Regions from separate parts of the Mus musculus genome. Here regions 2, 3 and 4 are each linked to region 1. Evidence: chromatin contacts called from public Hi-C and HiChIP or PLAC-seq data. All regions are on one chromosome and are shown on one strand. The core of a region is the stretch at or near the end of the contact, and the rest is flanking DNA. Distances in the headings are between cores, read along the strand shown. Region 1 overlaps Gm31615 (a long non-coding RNA gene). Region 2 overlaps Foxn2 (forkhead box N2). Region 3 has its middle 20 kb from the start of Foxn2. Region 4 has its middle 12 kb from the start of Gm23947.

Region 1 (5,191 bases), core at 1,398-3,897:
CCCTGTCTCGAAAAACCAAATAAATAAATAAATAAATAAATAAATAAATAAATTAATTTAGTAATCTGCTCATATTTACCCGCTTCATCCTCTCATCATGCTTCCATGTGACAGGTGCAGGAAGGTAACGCAGGGCTTTGATTGTCAGAGTAGCTGGGAGTTGCAGTCTCATGCATGTTCCCAGGTTCCTGTCTACTTGTGCTATGATAGGCATCTTCTGGGAGCTCCAGTTTTCTCACTACAGAGTAAGAATAACAAGAATTAACCATGAAGCTTTGCTGCGCAGGAATGAGCTAGCCCCAACTTACTGAAGAAAGGAGCTATTATTAATATGCAGCATATGGACACACAACATATGCATTCTGAATGAATGAATGAATGAATGGGCACAAGGGAAGGTTGGGAAGGTTGGCCCAGGTCCCCTAAACTGATGAGCAACTTCTTTGAAATTATGCCTTTAGGAATTTGTTATTTGAGATGAGAAATGGGTAAAAAGAAAAACTCAGAAAGGTTGTATGAGAGACTCCTGCGTGGCTGGCATCCAAGCAGCAGGATGGACGGATAAACTTCCCAACTCTCCAAACCACACAGGCCGAAGCTGTGCACTGGAGACTTCCAGGATGCCAGATCTCTTTCATCCAGAAGGAAGGAGACGGAGTGCTCGACACAGCTCCTTTCTGTGAAGATAGAACATTGGTAGAAATCTTCGTATATTGATACAACATTGGAAATGACCATATGTTGTTACTGCCTTGGGAGTGGAAACTCAGTTATGAAAGGGATTCGGCTACGAAGTACTAGGACTGAGTCACTCTCGGCTAAGACTGGAGATTTCTTAAAACTAGAAGCAAAGCTTGGGAACTTTCTTGTCTCTGAAAGGCTGATAGGCTTCAGCATTAAAATCATATAATCAAAGTTAGGTGCTTTAATCCCAGCACTCAGAAGACAGAGGCAGGCAGATCTCTGAGTTCAAAAGGCTAACCTGGTCTACAAAGTGAATTCCAGGACAGCAAAGGGCCTGAAACTCTGTCTTGAAACAACCAAATATCTACACATATATAATATAGTTAATTTTTCCTGAATGCCTGTGGTAACAAACAATAAGAGTGATTATCTTGAAAACTATTTGTTGCCCGGTGGTGGTGGCACACGCCTTTAATCCCAGCACTTGGAAGGCAGAGGCAGATGGATTTCTGAGTTTGAGGCCAGCCTGGTCTACAGAATGAGTTCCAGGACAGCCTGGGCTACACAGAGAAACCCTGTCCCGAAAATCCAAACAAAGAAAGAAAGAAAAAGAAAGAAAGAAAGAAAGAAAGAAAGAAAGAAAGAAAGAAAGAGAGCTATTTGTTCTCTAGATCAAAATATATCCATCTTACTAATGTTACTACTTTTTAAAAACAGAGATTCATTATATACATTTTAGCAGAATACAATAAATACTTATTATACTAAGTAACAATAATCACAATAATTCGACTTGTAAAATAAAATACAATTAAGGTGGCCCAGGTGCCCAGTAATGAGTTTGAAGTAATGACTCATAAGTGCGAAGACTTCCCTGACTGGGTTTCTAACGTGATTACAAGTGGGTCATAAAAGTGAGTGTGAGAAACTAGCTTCCCAAACCAGGATCACCATTTACTGGAATCCATGAGTTCAGAGTAAGGCAGTAATCTTCTGGGGAGAAATGACTACTGTTGACTCATTAATCCAATAACTCTGTACTAATTACAGTGCCTCAGTTTCCCTATTTTATGAAGTTGTCACCTGCCTGCCGCTCAGTTGTGTTTGGAAAGTCCAGGGAGATAATAGTGTGTTTTGAAAATAAGGAATACATTATAAATGCTAAATAATAATAACAATAATAACAGGGAGTCTCTAATGACAGGGGTCCTTTAATAATACTCATCGAGTGTAATAGCATCACTAACCAGTAGGAACAAGACAGAGTGCGTTTGTCTTCTTAATCATCAGTTTGTCTCATGGGAAATTGGTAGAGAGAGGACTGGCGCCTCACACCGAGCCCCCACAGGCTTGCCAACCCGGTGACTCCTGCCCTCCAACTAGCACCTGCTTCGTTTCTCTTTAAGAAGGCGAGCGGTGTAACAGAAAGAAGGGGACAGAGGTATCCCAGCTCACATCCTAAGCCCAGAGAACAGGATTATAAAGTTTCAGTCCATAGCTGGTTGTAGAAAGAAAAGAAAAATAGGCTTGAGACCAAAGAGAGCAAAGGGCTTAGGGGGACGAAGGACCAAGGTAGCCACGAGGTGGCGACAATCCAGCTGGAAAGACCCGCTCGGGTGGCATAGATGGTTCGCAACCGAGGAAGGAACTTCCATAGACACAAAGAAGGGGTCTTCGGAACGGGGAAAAGGCATTTTGTCTGCTTCGCCGGCAGCGTATCGGGAGTTAGACATGACGAAGGCGACCTGGAGAAGGAGCGAGCAGCTCTCTTGTCATTCCTTGGGCTTCCACTTCCCAGGACCGCAGCCCTTGGTGTAGGGAGAATTTTGTGCAAAATCACCCGAAAAAGGTTTGACCCCCTCCTGCCGCCCGGAGGCCAGCCAGATGCTTCCCCGCAGCGACATTCCCAGGATTCCAGCCCGGGAGAGGACGATTTTGAGCCCAGCCACAGGCCTTGGGCCAGTATCTGGCTGCAACTGCGGGTCGGACTTAGCTCGGCAAGGCAAACCGGCCAGCTCACCCGGGGGCCGGGTCCTTGGAGCCCCTTGGGATCCGACCTTGGGGGAGGCTGCACCCTGGCTCTGGAAAGTGCAGCGGCCGTAGGGCGTGCCCGTAGCTCGGCTGCACCGGGTGCCTGGGAAAATGTCCGGAGCTGAGCGAGGCCCAGGGGGTAGGGGTGGGGGGTGGGGGTGCTCTGCTAGTTTTCTTTTGTTTCAGTGTGAATGTGAACACAACCACACCCTCGTTTGTGCTGGGCAGGAGGTAGCTGGCTTTGAAACTCCACTATTAGGAAATTTGAAATAGGGTTGTTAGGAAACTCCCTCGCAATTCTTAGGGCCGTCCTGGGCTGCCGAGCTTGGGCTCTAGCTGTCTGCCTGGTGCCATGCCTAGCCTACTGAGGTGCTACAATCTTTGGCCTGCCTAGAAGCCATGGGCGAATCCATGGCCCTCCCGCTTGGACCATGGTCAGCGATCAGGAAATCCGGGCAAGCTACTCACGGGCCCACCCCTCTGGGGTGTGGGGCGGGAGCCCTTGAGGAACACATGCCCCCGCAGGACTGCCTTATTTAAGCCCCACAGCATCATCACCTGCATTTTGCAGATGAGGGAAGCAAGCCTTTGGTACTGAGTAATTTGCCCGAGAATCTCAACTCTTAGAGGGGCTGGGATTTTACACTGGACCTGCATTTTTCTCCGAAGCCCTAGGCTATCTATGCTGCCTCCTACAGCCCCGCCAAGAGCCAACTGGGAGAAATATAAATAGAGCCAGGAATGAGCTTAAATTTTGGCAGGACAACCGAGGTTATTTTGGACTCTTCTTGCCTTTGAATGCAGACTGGAAAACAGCTAGTGTAAGCTCCACCTTCATCAACAAATGTTTTCCGTTTGTGTTTTATACCAGGAAACTAAGCACTGAGGTATCCCAGCGAACAGGACAGATCATATTAGTGTGTGATTGCACGAGTGTTTGGTGAGCTAATTATTAAGCTGTTAACTGAAAAACTGCCAATCTGGGCACTAGAGGGAGACTCCAGGCAGCAGGAGGAAGGGCAGTGTTCTTGCTGTAGGCAATCCCAGTAGGTTTCCCCTAGCAGGGTGGTTGGTTCCAATCAGATCTCTCCAGTGTTCCCAGCCAGTCTGTGTGCGGGTCAGCTGTGTCATAACCAGAGCAGGGCAGCATCCACTTCTCTGCAGCCTGAGCTCAGGTACCAGAGTTCTCCTTAGTGTTCCCTAGTCCTGGCAGGGTAACTGGGCCTCCTTACACCCTTCCTATACCCAGTGTTGCGCTGGTAAGTGTTCCAAAAACAACAACAAAAACAACAACAACAAAAAACAAACAAACTAACCTAACAAAAAGAAAGACCCTTAGTTTGCAATGAGTGGGTGGGAGGTCTCTACGGTAGAGATCACTTTCCCGGGGGTCACTTTGTATCTCTTCAATCTTACAGACAGGTACACAAATGCTACCCACCACACACATACACTGTCCTGTGCCCTATTGAAAAGTTAGTTTGCTTTCTTTCTTTTTTTTTCTTTCTTTTTTTTTTTTTTTTTTGGTTTTTTCGAGAACCTACATAGCCCTGGCTGTCCTGGAACTCACTTTGTAGACCAGGCTGGCCTCGAACTCAGAAATCCACCTGCCACTGCCTCCCGAGTGCTGGGACTGGCTGTTGTTTGTTTTTTAAAGATTTTATTTATTGTTATATGTAAGTACACTGTAGCTGTCTTCAGACACCCCAGAAGAGGGCATCAGATCTCATTATGGATGGTTGTGAGCCACCATGTGGTTGCTAGGATTTGAACTCGGGACCTTTGGAAGAGCAGTCAGTGCTCTTACCCGCTGAGCCATCTCACCAGCCTGTTAGTTTGCTTTCTAGTTTTTTATTTTTCACCACCAGACTTTGAAGTTTCCAAGAATCTTTGGATTTTTTTTTCCTTCAAAATTTCTTCTGACAGAGTTGTTGGATGTTAAGAGACAATGTAAACAACATACTCTGAAAGCTACTTCAAAATCTAGACCAGTAACACAATCCCGGAAATTCCTACCGGAGGTTTGTAAAACTGTAGTGACAGAAGTGGGCCAAGTATTTTGAAGATAGCTCACATAGGTGTCAGCCAGGGTGACCTCAGAGCAGGGTGGAGCCTGTGACTCAGCATGGGAAAAGCAGACATACGAGTGACTTTGAGAGCCAAAGTTATGGTCTAAGTTTTAATCACTGTGCCTAAGAGACCCCCGAAACTAAAAAGCCTCTCATCTGTAGCCCCTCCCTCGCCCAAGGACAGACACTTCCGGAAAAGCCGGCCGCTGCTGGTAATGGGCGATTAACAAGCTCTGCGGAGTTTGTTTGACTCAGCTGCACCGATGTGCTGAAGGTACGGGACAGGAAATACCTCAGGATGCAGCAGCGGCAGTACTCTCCTCAACCAGCAGGATTAACATGACCCACCATGAGATCACATTGTGTGTTTGAAGAACACCCTGTGTTCTTGAAGCCTTGGGAAGATG
Region 2 (5,191 bases), core at 947-3,446, 210 kb after region 1:
AACTATATTAAAGGGTCTCTTAGCTTTAGAATTGTTGAGAATCACTGGCCTGATATAGAATACCATGTTCATACTTGATTGGATTCTCTTTCTTTTACCATTAATTGGGGGGTGGGGACATGGTTTTGAGACAGGGTTTCTCTGTGTAGTCCCGGCACTCACTTTGTAGACTAGGCTGACCTCACACTCAGAGATCTGCCTGCCTCTGACTCCAAGTGATGGGACTAAAGGTGTATGCCATCACCAACCAGCAACCATTAACCTTATAATTGATTTTCCTTTTAAAACTTATTTTCACTGTTATCTTTTTAGTTTAGCATTCTCTTTCCCTCCCTCGTGGCTCCTGTAGCCCTTTGTTTGTTGTTTCTACAGTATATATTATAGTTGTGTACAAGTTTTTATAGCCTACTGGGGAGGGTATAAACGCTTCTAAAAGTCAAAAATCTTATTGCAGTAATCACATATGGATATCTACCTACTTATCCTTGCTTTACATAGTGATTGGTCATAGGGCTCATGATTCCACCAACCTTTCAACTGCTGGTGAATGTTCAGGAAGGAGGCGAAAATTTTCAGGCTCTTGTTCTCTGAAACTAGAGAGGGGAGAATGGACTACAGTGTGTGGCAGGGGGAGGAATTATTTTGTAACCTTAAAACAATGTTCAGTATTTCCCAAATACTTAGGCATCTGAGTTTCTAAAGTTTTTTTTAAAGACTACTATATAAAGTTCTTTTATATTCATTTTTACTTGTTTGATTTTTATTTAATGTTTGTTTCCTCCCTCCGTCCCTCCCTCCTTCCTTCCTTCCCTCCCTCCCTCCCTCCCCTCCTCTCTCCCTCTCTTCTTGTCTTTGTAGAGTTAGGATTTCATGTAACCCAGCTGAGATCAAACTCAATGTGTAGCTAAGGGTGGCTGTCTTATATACTTTGAAATTGTTGTGATACCATGGCCGATATCTGGGGCTTTTCATATGGTGGGCGTGTTCCTTTAATTAGCCTATGATTTTAAGGACAAACAAAATGAAAAGGGAACTCCAAGTTCATCAAATCACCCATAAAGTGGCGGCAAGAAGTTACTCCCTCGCAGGGCTGTAGTGGCATACTCCTTTAATGCCAGCACTTTTGAGGCAGAGGCATGTAGATTTCTGAGTTCGAGACCAGCTTGGTCTACAGAGTGAGTTCCAGGACAGCCAGGGCTACATAGACAAGCCCTGCCTCGGAAAAAAAGAAAAAAAAAAAAAAAAAAAGAAGAAGAAGTTACTCCCTCAAGCAGAGGGAGCAGGCTGGGATCCAAGAGGAGGGTAAGGGTCCTGGAGCCCAGAGTGGACAGCCCAGTAAATTTCCTGTGGGAGAGCTGATCACTGATCACTTTCTTCTCTAGATGCCCTCCTAGGCCGTTGGGTATTGCCCATGAGAACCACAAAGTCAATATGGAAATGGTGATTGCCATCTCAGAATTCCAAAAGCCAACTTTTCTTTTATAAAGCTTTTATTTTAGCATTAAAGTTTTGTTGGTTTGTCTGTTTTCTCTTCTCATGATAGGGCTTTTCTATTTAGCTTAGGCAGGACTCATGATCCTTCTGCCCTGGCCTCCCACGTATGTTATCATCACACTAGACTTCAGCCAGTGCTTTGCAGATAACAGAGGCTGTAAACAGATATTCAAGGCAGTGTCTGGAAGGCAAGAGCACTGAGGGAAGCTGCCTAGGAAAGACAGAAGGAAGGAACAAAGGGACCCCAAAGGCAGGGATAAGTGCAGCTCAGAAAAATGCCTGAATATCATGGTAGAACCAAGAACCAGCCATGCAATATATTTTAAGAAGACATTCTCAGCTGGATGCTCTGGGAGTCACGTGATTATCATGGAGCTCCTAGGAGCTCTGGATGCTGATCCAGAGAGTCAGACAGCTAAAACTCTGTGTTTAGAAGGAGTGCTGTTGTAGTATTTTCTACTTAATAAATCCCGATGGAGGGTTTGCCCGCCCCAAGGTTTATGTTCCTGAATGAAACACACGCACAGCTTTTATATTTTGATATGCCTTAAGTAGCTCAATAGCTGGACCACTGTCTAACCTCCATGCAGTTAATCCTCAGTTATTTACCAATTTTATGTTCTATCTTGGCTTCTCTGGACTCAGGACTGCTCAGTTGGGCCAAACTCTCCCAGCTCATTAACATGGCAACCATATCTCTCTTCTCAGGCATCACATCTTTCCTCCCTCCACACTTTCCTGGCATGTTGGATCTCTCCTTCATCCCTTCTCTCTTCTGGCCCCAAACCTGAGAATCCTCAAATCCTGCCTGTGTCTCCCCCCCCACCCCCAGCTATTGGCTGTTGGCATCTTTATTACCAATCTGAACCAATGGGGGCGGGGTGGGGTGGAGAAGGGAGGGTGATGGGGGGGGGCAGACTCCCAGGAGTTAAGTGCAGACACTCTCATACAAACAGGTTTTTAGTGAAACATAATTAGCATTCGTAATACAAGCAGCAGTTGGTTCTTCATCTATCAAACAAGATGCCAATGGCCAATTGCTGAACAAAGGAAAGAGACGGGACTTCCACATCCTGCCAAGCAGGCTAAGAGACACAAGACGAGGAAGGGAAATGTCTCCATGCTTCGGAGGGAGAAAAGGTGACCAGCCATGTGAGATCTTGGGGAGCCGCCCGCCATAGGCCACTTCCCCAGGTGAAAGATTAGAAAAAAACTAGCTGAGGGCAGTTTTGGGTTGTTGAACAAGGAGAAGGTAACTGGGTCACTAAGCTAAGGGCAGATTAAGATGTGCTGAGCTAAGAATAGTGGGAAGGACATGCTAGCTACAGGAGATTAGAAGTGCCCAGCAATTGAACCAAGGTGGCAGGTTGAAATTGAGCTGTGTGTGTGTGTCTGTGTTTTTCGTCCATGGATCCAGTATTCTCTGGGCAGGGCCCGGTAGTGCAGTCCACTCAGAGCTTAAAGCAAGTTCATAGGAACTACATGCTACAAGAAGCTACAGTGTAGGCTGGTAGGTGGGGCTTTGATGGCCCCACCAGGAGGGATCCCTGCGAGGACAGGGAGGAAGACTAAGAAGGGAGAGAGGGGCTTCTCCTATAGGAAACACCGAGAAGGTCAGAAAAGAAAACTTTATTTTCAGAGGCCAGGAATGAGAAGTTCACAGTCTAGCACTGGACAGTCGGAGATGGGAGAAAGGACTCCATGGGTATACACGATAAAGCCCCATCCTGGCTTCCCCACCCTTTGGGAGAGGTTTGAGGCACCATAGGACTAGGCATGGTTGGTGTGGTTTGAATGAGGTCTCCTGTAAGTCTCCCAACATTTGGATATTTGGTCCTCAGTGGTTGTTTGAAGAGGATTAGGAAGTATGCCCTTGCTGAAGAATGTATGTTATGGGGGTGAGTTTTCAGATTTCAGAAAGACTCCTACAAAGATCGCCGATGCTCTTGGATTGGCAGGATTAATATAGTAAAAATGGCCATCTTGCTGAAAGCAGTCTACAGATTCAATGAAATCCCCATCAAAATTCCAGCTCAATTCTTTTTTTTTTTTTTTTTTTTTTTTTTTTTTCCCTGAGACAGGGTTTCTCTGTGTAGCCTTGGCTGTCCTGGAACTCACTCTGTAGACCAGGCTGGCCTCGAACTCAGAGATCCGCCTGCCTCTGCCTCCCAAGTGCTGGGACTAAAGGCGTGTGCCACCACGCCCGGCTCCAACTCAATTCTTCATAGGGAAGAGCAATTTGCAAATTCATTTGGAATAACAAAAAACCTAGGATAGCCAAAACTATTCTCAACAATAAAAGAACATCTGGAGAAATCACCATGCCTGACCTCAAGCTGTACTTCAGAGCAATTGTGATTAAAAACTGCATGGTACTGGTACAGTGACAGACAGGTAGATCAATGGAATAGAATTGAAGACCCAGAAATGAACCCACATACCTATGGTCACTTGATCTTTGACAAAGGAGCTAAAACCATCCAGTGGAAAAAAGACAGCATTTTCAACAAATGGTGCTGGTTCAACTGGAGGTCAGCATGTAGAAGGATGCAAATTGGCCCATTCTTATCTACTTGTTCAAAGCTCAAGTCCAAGTGGATCAAGGAGCTCCACATAAAACCAGAAACACTGAAACTCATAGAAGAGAATGTGGGGAAGAGCCTTGAGGACAGGCACAGGGGGAAATTACCTGAACAGAACACCAATGGCTTATGTTCTAAAATCAACAATTGACAAATGGGATCTTATAAAATTGCAAAACTTCTGTTAGGCAAAGGACACTGTCAATAAGACAAAAGGCAACCAACAGATTGGGAAAAGATCTTTACCAACCCTAAATCTGAGAGGGGCTAATATCCAATATATACAAAAAACTAAAGAAGTTAGACTCCAGAGAACCAAATAACCCTATTAAAAATGGGGTACAGAGGTAAACAATTCTCAACTGAGGACTACCAAATGGCTGAGAAGCACCAAAAGAAATGTTCACTATCCTTAGTCATCAGAGAAATGCAAATCAAAACAACCCCGATATTCCACCTCACATTAGTCAGAATGGCTAAGATGAAAAACTCAGGTGACAGCAGATAGTGGCGAGGATGTGGAGAAAGAAGAACACTCCTCCACTGCTGGTGGGATTGCAAGCTGGTACAGCTTAACAGAAATCAGTCTGGCGGTTCCTCAGAAAATTGGATTCATCTATACCACTCCTGAGCATATATCCAAAAGATGCTCCAACATATAGCAAGGACACGTGCTCCACTATGTTCCTAACAGCCTTATTTATAATAACCAGAAGCTGGAAACAAATCAGATGTCCTTCAACAGAAGAATGGATTCAGAAAGTGTGGTACATTTACACAGTGGCGTACTACTCAGCTATTCAAAACAATGACTTCATGAAATTCTTAGGCCAATGGATGGAATTTGAAAATATCATCCTGAGCAAGATAACCCAGTCACAAAAAGAAAATACATGGTATGCACTCATTGATAAGTGGATATTAGTCTAAAAGCTCAGAATACTCAATATATAATTCACAGACCACATGAAGCTCAAGAAGACCAAAGTGTGGGTGCTTCAGTCCTTCTTAGAAAGGGGAACAAAATACTCACAGGAAGGAATTATAGAGACAAAGTGTGGTGCAGAGACTGAAGGAAAGGCCATCCAGAGACTGCTCCACCTGGGGATCCATCC
Region 3 (5,191 bases), core at 1,804-4,303, 170 kb after region 1:
AGTTCGAGGCCAGCCTGGTCTACAGAGTGCGTTCCAGGACAGCCAGGGCTAGCTACACAGAGAAACCCTGTCTCGAAAAACAAAACAAAACAAAACAAAACAAATTATATGGAGGAATGTTTTAAATTGAAGTTCTGTCCTCTCAGATGACTTTAGCTTGTATCAAGTTAGTGTAAAACTAGGCAGCACACATCTGTCTCTGCTTCCCTCCTGCAGATGCAACATGATCAGCTGTCTCTCAATACTGCTGCCTTTTCTACAGCCACTGTCACTGCCAGGATGGACTGTACCCTGCAACCTTGAATCAAAAGTAACTTTTCTTTATTAATTTGACTGTTTTCAAGTTTGTTTGTTTGTTTGGCTCCAAACCATTTATTTCTCCCAATAAGGTGGACATTGCTATGGATGGAGAACACACAGTACTGTGAGCATCAAGACTCCAGCATCGAGGTGTAGATACTGAGGCAAGGTAAGCAAAACGAGTCATTCCATCTGCTATGTAGATCCTGCTGTGTAGATCTTGTGCTACCCAATGTGGCCTGCAGGCCACAGAGAAGCTTGCAGAAGGAGAAGTTTTGATGTGCATACCGTAGCATGTACCATTGTCACTAGACACTAGAAGCCAAGAGGAGGTCTTTGGTTTGTACTGGGCTGGCTTACAGGTGGCCGGCACCAACTGTTGCATGAGCTCAAAGAGGAGCCACAATGGCACGGAGACAGAGGGTACATGGCGTTGAGGATGAACTGTGGCATGAGAGCAGAGGGAAAGGGACGGTGGGCATGGACTGGAAGCACAGAAAACAATAGTCACTCTTGCTGAAGTCTTGGAACCTGAGCTGTACAACCCTGAGACTTCAGCTCTGTTTCTCCTACATGCCAACTTTTGTCAGGACTTTTGTCACAGTCATCAATGAGAAAAGTAATCCAGATCTCTAGAGTAGAAAATCAACCAATGAACCAACCAACCAACAGCCAACCAAACCCACCAACCAGTCAACCAGCCAAACAACAAACCAACAACCACCAAGGAACCAAATCAGTCAACCAACCACCAACCAACAAAACCAACCAGCTAACCAACCAACAATCAACCAATCAACCAGCTAACCAACCATCAACCAACCAACCAACCAACAATCAACCAACCAACAACCATCCAAACCACAACCAACCAAATATACAACAAACCAAACAACCACCAACCAACCAAACCAACCAACCAACCAACCAACCAACCAACCAACCTGTTGTGTCCAGCCAGCAGATCACAGCCTGGGTTTTAGCCTGGAAAGGCATTTTGGAAACCTGGAAGAGAAGAGGGGCTGGGCTGTGCAAGATAAGGAAGGAACCAAGACAAAGGTCTCTGCTCAAGGTTTAATTTTTACTATTTCGGCACTCAGTTATGAAGGAAGGGGGAGGGGCCCGATTCCCGCCAAATAATCTTGGAGTCTAGTAGCAGGGTGACCACGTGTATGGCTCCGAACAGCAAAGCGGCAGGTTCCAGCAGTGGGCGTGGCAGAACGATTGAGCAGGCAAGCTCTATCCAGGTGTAAACAGTGGAACCATTAAGGCTGGGGGAGGGGAGGCTACATCTCCTCCCTGTTGCTAATAAAAATAAAAATAAAAATAAAAATAAAAATAAAAATAAAAATAGAAAAGGCTGGCCTGGGGCAAAAAATTTATCTATGTTCAATAGTTCTGTCTGAATTCTTAGGGCTAAAGAAAAACCCTGTCTCCGTGGGATTCTCTAACTTTTCTTATGGAAAACCATATCTGGATAAGACTGTCTTTTCTATCCTAGTAAACAACTAACAGAAAAGCCCTGAGATGTAGGCTCTGACTTTATAATGCTACACCAACCAACCAACCGAACCAAACAACAACCATCCAACAAACAAACAATAACCAACCACATAACAGCCAAGCAACAAACAACCAAATAACAAACAAAACAACCAACAAGCAAATAACAACCAAACAAACAAACCAAACAACTGACCAAACAAACAAATAACAAAGTAACAAACAAGTAAACAAGAAACAACCGCACAATGAACCAACCACAGCAAGCCTGGAGAAGATGTAGTTAAAGCTACTAACATACAAAAGTATTCTTTTCTTCAATTACTATCTTTCTCTTGACCAATCATACTTAGTGCCATGCTTTACCCAATGGCTATGCATAACTGCAGCACTGGACAGAGCTTTATAGGAGCCCTAGACCCTAACTGCTGTGCCCAGGGATCTGAACGCCCACTAGTTTACCAGGCTCATACTCTCACCAGCCACGGGACCAGGACATCTGGCCTTATAAAAGAATAGGACGATACTTGCCATGACTAGCCACCCCAAGTCACCAAAGGCATGCAGCAACCCCACACTCACCCCGTGCCTGGAAGCACTTGGAACCTGGAATCAATCACAGATGGGTGTGAGACACTAGCATCTGCAAGATACCCACTAAATTAATGCATAGTACTACTCAGAGCAGAGATGGATGGCTGCCATCATTCCCTAACCCACCTATTAACACCTGTCCCACCTAGACCCTTTCTGCAACCTGCCTAGGTCGGTCTGCATTGGAGATTTAGACAGAACATATTCTGTTCATACATGACCTGCTCAGAAATGGTCCTGGGGCTGGGCAAAGGGGAGCAGAAAACTCCTGGGGTGCTAGAGCATGGGAGAGCCAGCACCTGAGACCCTATTTTGCAAAGTAGAGCTATATGGCAAGAAGATGTGAGCCAAGGTTCCAAACTCCCACTGTAACTACACTGCTTCAACAAACTTTATTTACAAAACCCAAATGCAAAGATAACATTAAGATACCTGAGGCTGCAAACACTAAACTCAAAAAACAGAGTCCTTGGGCTGGCAAGATGGCTGAATGGGGGAAGGAGTTTGCCGCCAATTCTGACCACCTGCGTTTAGTTCAGGAGTCCACATGGTGAAAGAATAGGACTCTTGTAACACAAACAGTAAATAAAACAGGGCTCTGCCCATCCTGTGGCCTGTGGGAGGAACCTGATCACAGCCACAAAGCTGGACCTGCATGAGGAACTGTTGTCTCTTGAGAGCTTGCCAAGATGAGGTCATGAACACCTGTGTGCATGCATGGGCACATGTCTGTCTCCAAGTTGAAGTTATTTTTAGATAAGTATCCCGTGGCGTGGCAGGACTCATGCCATGTTACGGTGCCAAGGGATAAAATAATAAAAGTGATTCTTCCAAATAGGTTCTGAAGCTTTGATCAAGAAGCAGGTGGGGAAACGCTGTGGTAAATCTGAGAGTATCTTAAGTGACCTTATGAAATGCAGCTACGGAGTGCACGCACATTGTGAAAGCTTTTAGACCTGCAAAGGTGGGGAAGTCATCTGTGAATAGCTCTCACAAAGTCATCCTTTTCCACTCCATTTAGAAATACTCACTCCAATGTCCTCTCAAGGTCCATCTTTTCTAAGGCCTTTTCCAACTTTCCCAAGGCTGTATTTGATCCACTGTTGTTTATCTTCTAAGAAGGCATGGGCTGTGTTTCCAAGCCTGGTCTACAGAGTGAGTTCCAGGACAGCCATGGCTATACAGAGAAACCCTATCTCAAAACAAACAAACAAACAAACAAATAAATAAATAAATAAACAAACAAACAAACAAAGACAGAAAGAGGAAATGAAAGGGAACCTCGATTGGCCAGGAGTGGTGTCCTTTGCCTGTAACTCTAACATTTGGGAAACAGTCAGGAGTGCAAGGCCAGTGTCTCCGCTCATCTACACGGTGAGCCCAGCCAGGGCTGCAGGAAAACCTGTCTCAAAAGAAAAGAAAAATCAAATAGGGCTGGGTGGTGGTGCACACCTTGAATCTCAGCGCTTGGAAGGCAGAGGCAGGCTGATCACTGGGTTCTGGGTCAGCCAGGGCTGTACAAATGAGACCCTGTGTTAAAACAAAATAAAACAAAACAAACAATAACAGCAACAGCAATAAAGATCAAGGTCTGGGGCTGTAGATCAGCAGTAGGGCTGATCTAGTACATGTGAGTTTGATAGCCATAAAACAAACAAACAAAACAAAACATTTCAAATTCTTTAGCGTTCTCTCTCTGTCTCTGTCTCCCCCCCCCCCCCGTCTCTGTCGCTTGCTTTCTTTTTCTTTTATTTTTAAATTTTATTTTTTTTCCTTTTATCGAAAGCAGATTTTTCTCTCTCATATATTCTGATTACAGTTTCCCCTCTCTCTACTCAAGTTCCTCCCCACACCCCCATCTGGATCCACTCCCTTTTCTGTCTTTCATTAGAAAACAAACAGGATTCTAAGGGATAATAATAAAATAAAACCTAGTAAGAGGAAACAAAAACTAACCCATCAGACTAGGACAAAACAAACCTAAGGAAAAGAGATTTAGAAAAAGCACATTAAATAGATATAGACACAGAGACCCATTCCTTTGCCCACTCAGGAAACCTATAAACACTAAACTGGAGGTGAGTTTGGTGAGTGAGTTCCAAGACAGCCAAGGCTACATAGAGAAACCTTGACTCAAAATTCAAAACCAAACAAACAAAACAAAAAATAAAACAAACGAACAAAAATTTAAAAACCCACTAAGCTAGATGCTCTAATATATGCACAAAGGACCTGTAGAATAAAAAGAGAGAGAAAATATAATAAAATGAATTACTAATAAAAATTTAAAAGGTAAAGCAAACGCCCTGGCATGACATTATGAGACAAGGGACCTCCAAAGATGCCATTTAGTTTGCTTGATATTGGCCATCTGCTGCTGGACATGCAGGCTGCCCTTAAGAGTAGTTTCCCCAGTGAGACTCCCTTGGAGAATTTACAAGTGGTATTAAATTGAAGATTGCTCTCTCTCCCCTCTCCCCTCTCCCCTCTCCCCTCTTCCCTCTCCTTCCTTCTCCTCCCCTCTCCCCCCTCCCCTCTCCCCTCTCCCCTGTTCCTTTCTTTTTATAGTAGTATTCGGTTCTACCCGAGCTATCTAGGCTGTTGACTACCGAGTTCTCTGCGTGATCCTGTCCTTTGCCACGCAGAAGCCTCTCAGTATCATGAGGTCCTGTTTATTGTTGATCTTAGTGTCTGTGTTAAAGCCGCTTCCTGTGCCAATGCATTTGAGACTATCCCTCATGTCCTCACCTATCGGTTTCAGTGTATGTGGTTTTATGTTGAGGTCCTGAACCCC
Region 4 (5,191 bases), core at 1,859-4,358, 150 kb after region 1:
CAATTGAATCTGGGGCCTCATGTTTCATGCATCCATGGTATATGCTCTGCAACTGAGCTTTAACCCCCAGCCCTGTTTTGTTAGACTCTAAAACTTAAAATGACTATAGTCTCCTGCGATTAATTTTTATGTTTATCTTTTGAGATAGGGTTTCACTTTAGTCCAGGCTGTGATCTTCCTACTAAGCATCTCAAGTATTGTGATTGCAGGTATGACTCACCATCACTCCTGATTGCAGTTTGCCTTTTTGGGAGGTGGTACTAAAATGACTTTAGAACAAGTATGGTCTAAGCAAGGAGGTTAAACATGTAGGCTAAGGAAAGAACGATGTTTACGATATGAGAATATGTACCTGCGAGTGTGCGTTTCTGAAGGGACTGGCTTGCTCTCTGCTTCAGTCCCTCACCTTTCTTGGAATTATTTCCTTTGCCATCTGTAGCTCTACTGCATTCCTTTTCACCATTGTGTTTTAGAGACTCTGATGGAAGAGTTCATGATAATTCACTTATTAACTCTTCCATACACTGCAGCTAGTTTGTTCCCAATACATTGCTAGAAACGGGGCGATTGCCAAGCACGGTACTTTATACCTGTAATAACTACTTTTGACAAACCGAGACAGGACGACCCTGGCAAGTTTGCTGTCATCTTGGATTACGTATCATGTTCCAGACCAGCTTGAAAACTCTAATTAATCAATCAAGTAATCAGTCAATGTCTGCCCCTATCCATTTGCACACATAAAGGTAAATTTCTTCAGAGTACACATTTGAGAACAAAATTAATCCGAAAAATATGTAAATTACTTGAATATTACCAAATGGTCTTTCAATGTGATGTGTTAATTTGCACCCTTTTTAGTAATGTTAGCATATTAGATTTTTTTTATGTAGAGATATATAGGTCTGGGGATGTAGCTTAGGGATAGTGTATCTAGTTGACCTGTGCTCAATCATTAGTACCACAAAGAAGAAGGACAGCCATGCCTGCACTCACATTTGTCACTTGTGTGGCGTGGGCATCGTGAATGTGTCCGAGCTCAGAATCCCCAAGCCTGGATGTGCTTATTTGCATATCTTTCCACAGCCCATTTCTGTTCATTTTCCTAACTCTCAAGTCCTACAGACAAGTCCTCCACTGCTCTCTAGTTCTGCTTGCCTTCCTCGGCTCTCCTGACTGCCCTTTACATCCCCTGGTGTAGTCAGTGTTTCAGGAGCCCATGCTGTGGTTGTAAGCCATGTCCTCAGCCAGGGCTACCAGCCTCTCCCCAGGACCCTGTACCACATGCATGTCCAATTCCTGAGAAGACGGACAAAGATGAGACGCTTGCTTTTCCTCCCAGGAGAGGCCTTCCTGGTTCCATAGCAGCTTCCCAGGAGCGGCCCTCTTCACTCATTTGGCAGTTGCAGTGCAGATCCACCTGTGTGTGTGAGAGAGAGAGCGTTCAATTACACTTTCAGTTTCAATGACTGTATGTTTTCACTTTTGTACACAGGGTTGGATGTTCCAGCCACACAGGATGTGTGTGATGACACATAGGCAGGAAGTAAGTAGACGGGAGCTACATCAGGATGTACGCTTGCCCCCATTGGATGAAGGTGGGAGTACAGAGCCTTATAAAGCACACTGATTTACCAATTGGGATGAACACACACTCCATCCCAGCTTTTCTCCTCTGCAGCTATCCTAGAAAGACTGCCTCTGGAGAGCCCGGCTTTTCTTTCACACTTTCCTAAGGACAACGGTGAATACCTTAGCTGATCTTCTTAAGCCTACTGTAAGTGGTAAACTATTCTTTGGGGAAAACCGTAGTCATATTACCCCTTCCTCTGAGATTATCATAGACATGGTCACATACAGGTCAGGTGCCTTTCTTTTCTTTTCTGATCTCCAACTCACCAGCCAAGGAGAACCTTGAACTTCTGCTCCCCCTCTGCCTCTACCTCCAAAGACCTTGGATTAGAAGTATGCATCACCGCACCAGTGCTGGGTATGGTCGTAATAGAACCCAGGGCTTTGTGGATGCCAGGCAAGCAGGCTCTCAACCGAGAGCTACACCCCCCATCCAGAGGTTATATAAAACACCCAGCTACGTGTTTGTTTTGAGACAGTCATGTACACCAGGCTAGCCTTGAACTTATGAAGTGGATGAGGCTCACTTTAACCTCTGAGTCTCTTGACTCCCTAAAGCACCACTACACCCGCTGCCTTTACTTTTTTTAGTTCTCTAAAAACAAACAAACAAACAAACAAACCTTTTGATACTAATAAGATTACAGCGATGAGATCCAGTGTTAATTTCACTGAGTCCACATCAAGGTAAATACTTCAAGTGGCAGAATTGCTCAGAAAAAGATTTTTTTTTTTAAACTGAGAAAGTTCTTAGAGCACTTCAGCCGCTATCTTAACCCCCTGCCGAATTTAGGTACCTTGAGGAAATAATCATTCATTAGGAAGTGTGAGAAATGTCGTAGGTTGATTCTGTTTAAATGCCAATTAGCATGAACGAGGGGCATGCAAATACCACCGCCAGAGAGGCCAACCCAATGTGGAATTATTTCAGAGCAATTAATTCACTTCCAAGCTTCTAGTATTAGCACCACCTTATTTCCCTTGTGTATTCAGACAAAGTGTTTTTAAAAATCAACCAAAAACTGTGATGCTCTGCCAACAAGATTCTAGAGTGAAAGACAACCCCCTAGTCAAATGTAAATTGTAGCCGCATTAGTATGCTAATGAGCTAACAGATAAACTGTGGGTCAAATTTTCCCTTCCTCAGCTTAAATAGCCCTTGAAAAAGACCTCTTTCTAAATGTTTACGGAACCTAGGAGCAGCGGCAATTAAGGTTTATTATATGAAAATTATCTGTTCAGCGATATGAAAAATTAATAAAGTCAGACACGGTTCCTCCTAATGACTTACAAATTGTGGAACAGCGTGATATGGAAGAGGCAGACCTACGGATGCGAAGTCTTAGGAAGTTCTTCAGTAGCAGTTCATTTTGTTTGAAGATTTAAACGGGAGTCAGGGAGAAAAACAGTTCTGAAAAGGTTGAAGGTTGAACCTTTTGCAGCAGGAAGTGAACGGTGGTTAGAGACGATCGGTTTTCTCTTAAGCACAGTCAGAGGCTTCTGGGTGAAGCGACCCCATCACCTCCCACCCTGAAGGAAGCAGTCCAATGCTTTATAGCCATTTCACCTTCCTAGCTTCTATCTCCCCACTTTCCTATTATACATGCCTTAAAACCTGAATGCCGGAAGCTCTCAAGATGGCTCAACGAGTAAAGCGCTGACCGCTGAGCCTGATGAACTGAGTTCGAGCCGTAGGACCCATGTGGTGCAGGTAGAGAACCACTTCTACTTACATGTGCTGTCCGCGCGCGCGCACACACACACGCACACGCACACCGTGTATGTACATATACACGTTTGCATTTAATTTAATTTAGGAAGAAGTCTGATTGTTTTGTAGCACTCAGCTCAGCTCCTTGCTCCCAGGTCTGGTTTAAGAAAGCGACCTGGGAGCTGGTGAGATGGCTCAGCGGTTAAGAGCACTGACTGCTCTTCTGAAGGTACTGAGTTCAAATCCCAGCAACCACATGGTGGCTCACAACCATCCGTAATGAGATCTGATGCCCTCTTCTGGAGTGTATGAACACAGCTACAGTGCACTTAAAAAAGAAAAAAAAAAAAAAAAAAAAAAAAAAGAAAGTGACCTGGAGCCGGGCGTGGTGGCACACGCCTTTAATCCCAGCACTCCGGAGGCAGAGGCAGGCGGATTTCTGAGTTCGAGGCCAACCTGGTCTACAAAAAGAGTTCCAGGACAGCCAGAGCTATACAGAGAAACCCTGTCTTGAAAAACAAAACAAAACAAAAAAGGAGGAGGAGGAGGAGGAGGAGGAGGAGGAGGAGGAGGAGGAGGAGGAGGAGGAGAAGGAAGGAGACCTGGGGGAACTTCATAAACAACTGGCATAAGGAATTTTAAAGCCCTGCTGATGACTGTAACATTTAAGAGATGCTGAGAACTAATGTCCTGAGGGTGTTGCTTCCACAGGACTTGCTATCAGCTTCTTTTCTCCTCCTTCCTTCCTTCTTCCCATCTTTCTTCCCTCCTTCCTTCCATCTTTCTATGTGTAAAGGTGAATCTGAATCATATGTGATTGATCTTTCAGTGAGCATTCCCCACAGTTGACCTTCCTTGCTGATGTCACTAGAGGCAGGAAGGTAAATGAACTGAAAGAAGGGAGTGAGCCTCTGCGAACAGAACAGCCAGTGACTAGATAAGCCTCATAAACCTGGATTTCAGCTCGCCACACAAAGTGCTCTTGTGATTTTGACCTGAAGCCAGTTTTCAGGTTAGTCTGCTGACAATCAAACCACAAGCCCACAATACTGCACTGGGAGCCACTCAGAACAACACAGATCCGCAGGCTGCAAACCCGGAAGCAGGACACCCCCTTTTTTTTATTTTTCTTGTTCATTTTTTTTAGATATTTGAATAGAATTTCATTATGTAACCCAAACTGACCACAAACTCCCAGTGATCCTCCTGACTCTGCCTCTCAAATGCTGAGATTACAGGTGTAGGCTATTCTCAATCCTCCTGCCTCAAGTTTCCAAGTATTCTGATTACAGGAGTGTACTAACATGCCTAATTCCTTAGCTCAAAATATAGTTATTATAATATTTTTTCTGTCCTTTTTTGGTGTTGCAGAATACCAGACTACTAGGTCTGTCTGTCTATCTATCTATCTATCTATCTATCTATCTATCTATCTATCTATCATCTATCTGTCTGCCTTTCTGTCTGTCTTTCTATCTACCATCCATCTATTATCTATCTGTCATCCATCCATTAATGTATGTACCTATCTATGTATGTATCATCTATGTATGTATGTATCATCTATGTATGTATGTATCATCTATGTATGTATGTATCATCTATGTATGTATGTATGCATCATGTATGCATGTATGTCTGTATGTATGTATCATCTATCCATTTACCTACTTACTTATACCAGGATTGATGTCAGGACCTCACGTATGCTAGGCAAGCGTTCTAGTCCTTACAGCTGGAGAGACCGGGTGTCCAGGCTGTGCTGCAGATGTCTGATCTGGTGAGGGCCATTTTGAAGATTTTCACATGGTAGAATGTGGAAGGGCAATATAACTGACTGATGCCTTA

What was found. A called contact is a pair of places that touch in the nucleus more often than the background predicts. HiChIP or PLAC-seq counts read pairs in DNA pulled down with a chosen protein or histone mark.
Region 2: a contact with region 1 is called in an H3K4me3 HiChIP or PLAC-seq map of fetal liver, with 2.7 times the contacts expected there. The contact joins two enhancer-like sites. A contact is called at or near these places in 4 of 39 promoter capture datasets (the C10 cell line, the HPC-7 cell line, cranial neural crest and 1 more), 2 of 15 datasets of contacts at CTCF or cohesin (the NIH/3T3 cell line and large pre-B cells), 5 of 484 Hi-C or Micro-C datasets (bone marrow-derived macrophages, liver, muscle stem cells and 2 more) and 20 of 115 datasets of contacts at active chromatin or transcription factors (the NIH/3T3 cell line, bone marrow-derived macrophages, embryonic basal ganglia and 12 more).
Region 3: a contact with region 1 is called in a Hi-C map of colorectal tumor organoids, with 1.9 times the contacts expected there. The contact joins two enhancer-like sites. A contact is called at or near these places in 36 of 484 Hi-C or Micro-C datasets (the 3T3-L1 cell line, 3T3-L1-derived adipocytes, the 63-12 cell line and 32 more), 15 of 115 datasets of contacts at active chromatin or transcription factors (bone marrow-derived macrophages, embryonic basal ganglia, embryonic fibroblasts and 8 more) and 2 of 9 other capture datasets (adipose tissue and liver).
Region 4: a Hi-C map of CD8 T cells shows a contact between it and region 1, with 3 times the contacts expected there. The contact joins two enhancer-like sites. A contact is called at or near these places in 27 of 484 Hi-C or Micro-C datasets (B cells, CD4 T cells, CD8 T cells and 16 more) and 13 of 115 datasets of contacts at active chromatin or transcription factors (bone marrow-derived macrophages, differentiating embryonic stem cells, effector CD8 T cells and 6 more).

What each region holds. Positions count from the first base shown.
Region 1 is chr17:88,253,619-88,258,809 of GRCm38.p6, forward strand. It overlaps Gm31615 (a long non-coding RNA gene), which reads right to left. Exons shown (of 7, transcript XR_877113.1): 4 at 80-677. Among named protein-coding and RNA genes, the nearest start is that of 1700116H05Rik, 51 kb to the right of the region's middle. Within about 2 kb of position 2,648, at least 289 of the 459 cell types and tissues checked have an H3K27ac peak or open chromatin away from gene starts, as enhancers often do. A contact at or near this core is called in CD8 T cells, colorectal tumor organoids, embryonic stem cells and 3 more, where this site is marked.
Region 2 is chr17:88,465,140-88,470,330 of GRCm38.p6, forward strand. All of the region lies in intron 2 of Foxn2 (forkhead box N2), which reads left to right. Among named protein-coding and RNA genes, the nearest start is that of Foxn2, 27 kb to the left of the region's middle. Within about 2 kb of position 2,197, at least 15 of the 459 cell types and tissues checked have an H3K27ac peak or open chromatin away from gene starts, as enhancers often do. A contact at or near this core is called in fetal liver, where this site is marked.
Region 3 is chr17:88,418,343-88,423,533 of GRCm38.p6, forward strand. No RefSeq gene overlaps it. Among named protein-coding and RNA genes, the nearest start is that of Foxn2, 20 kb to the right of the region's middle. Within about 2 kb of position 3,054, at least 4 of the 459 cell types and tissues checked have an H3K27ac peak or open chromatin away from gene starts, as enhancers often do. A contact at or near this core is called in colorectal tumor organoids, where this site is marked.
Region 4 is chr17:88,402,028-88,407,218 of GRCm38.p6, forward strand. No RefSeq gene overlaps it. Among named protein-coding and RNA genes, the nearest start is that of Gm23947, 12 kb to the left of the region's middle. Within about 2 kb of position 3,109, at least 25 of the 459 cell types and tissues checked have an H3K27ac peak or open chromatin away from gene starts, as enhancers often do. A contact at or near this core is called in CD8 T cells, embryonic stem cells, memory CD8 T cells and 1 more, where this site is marked.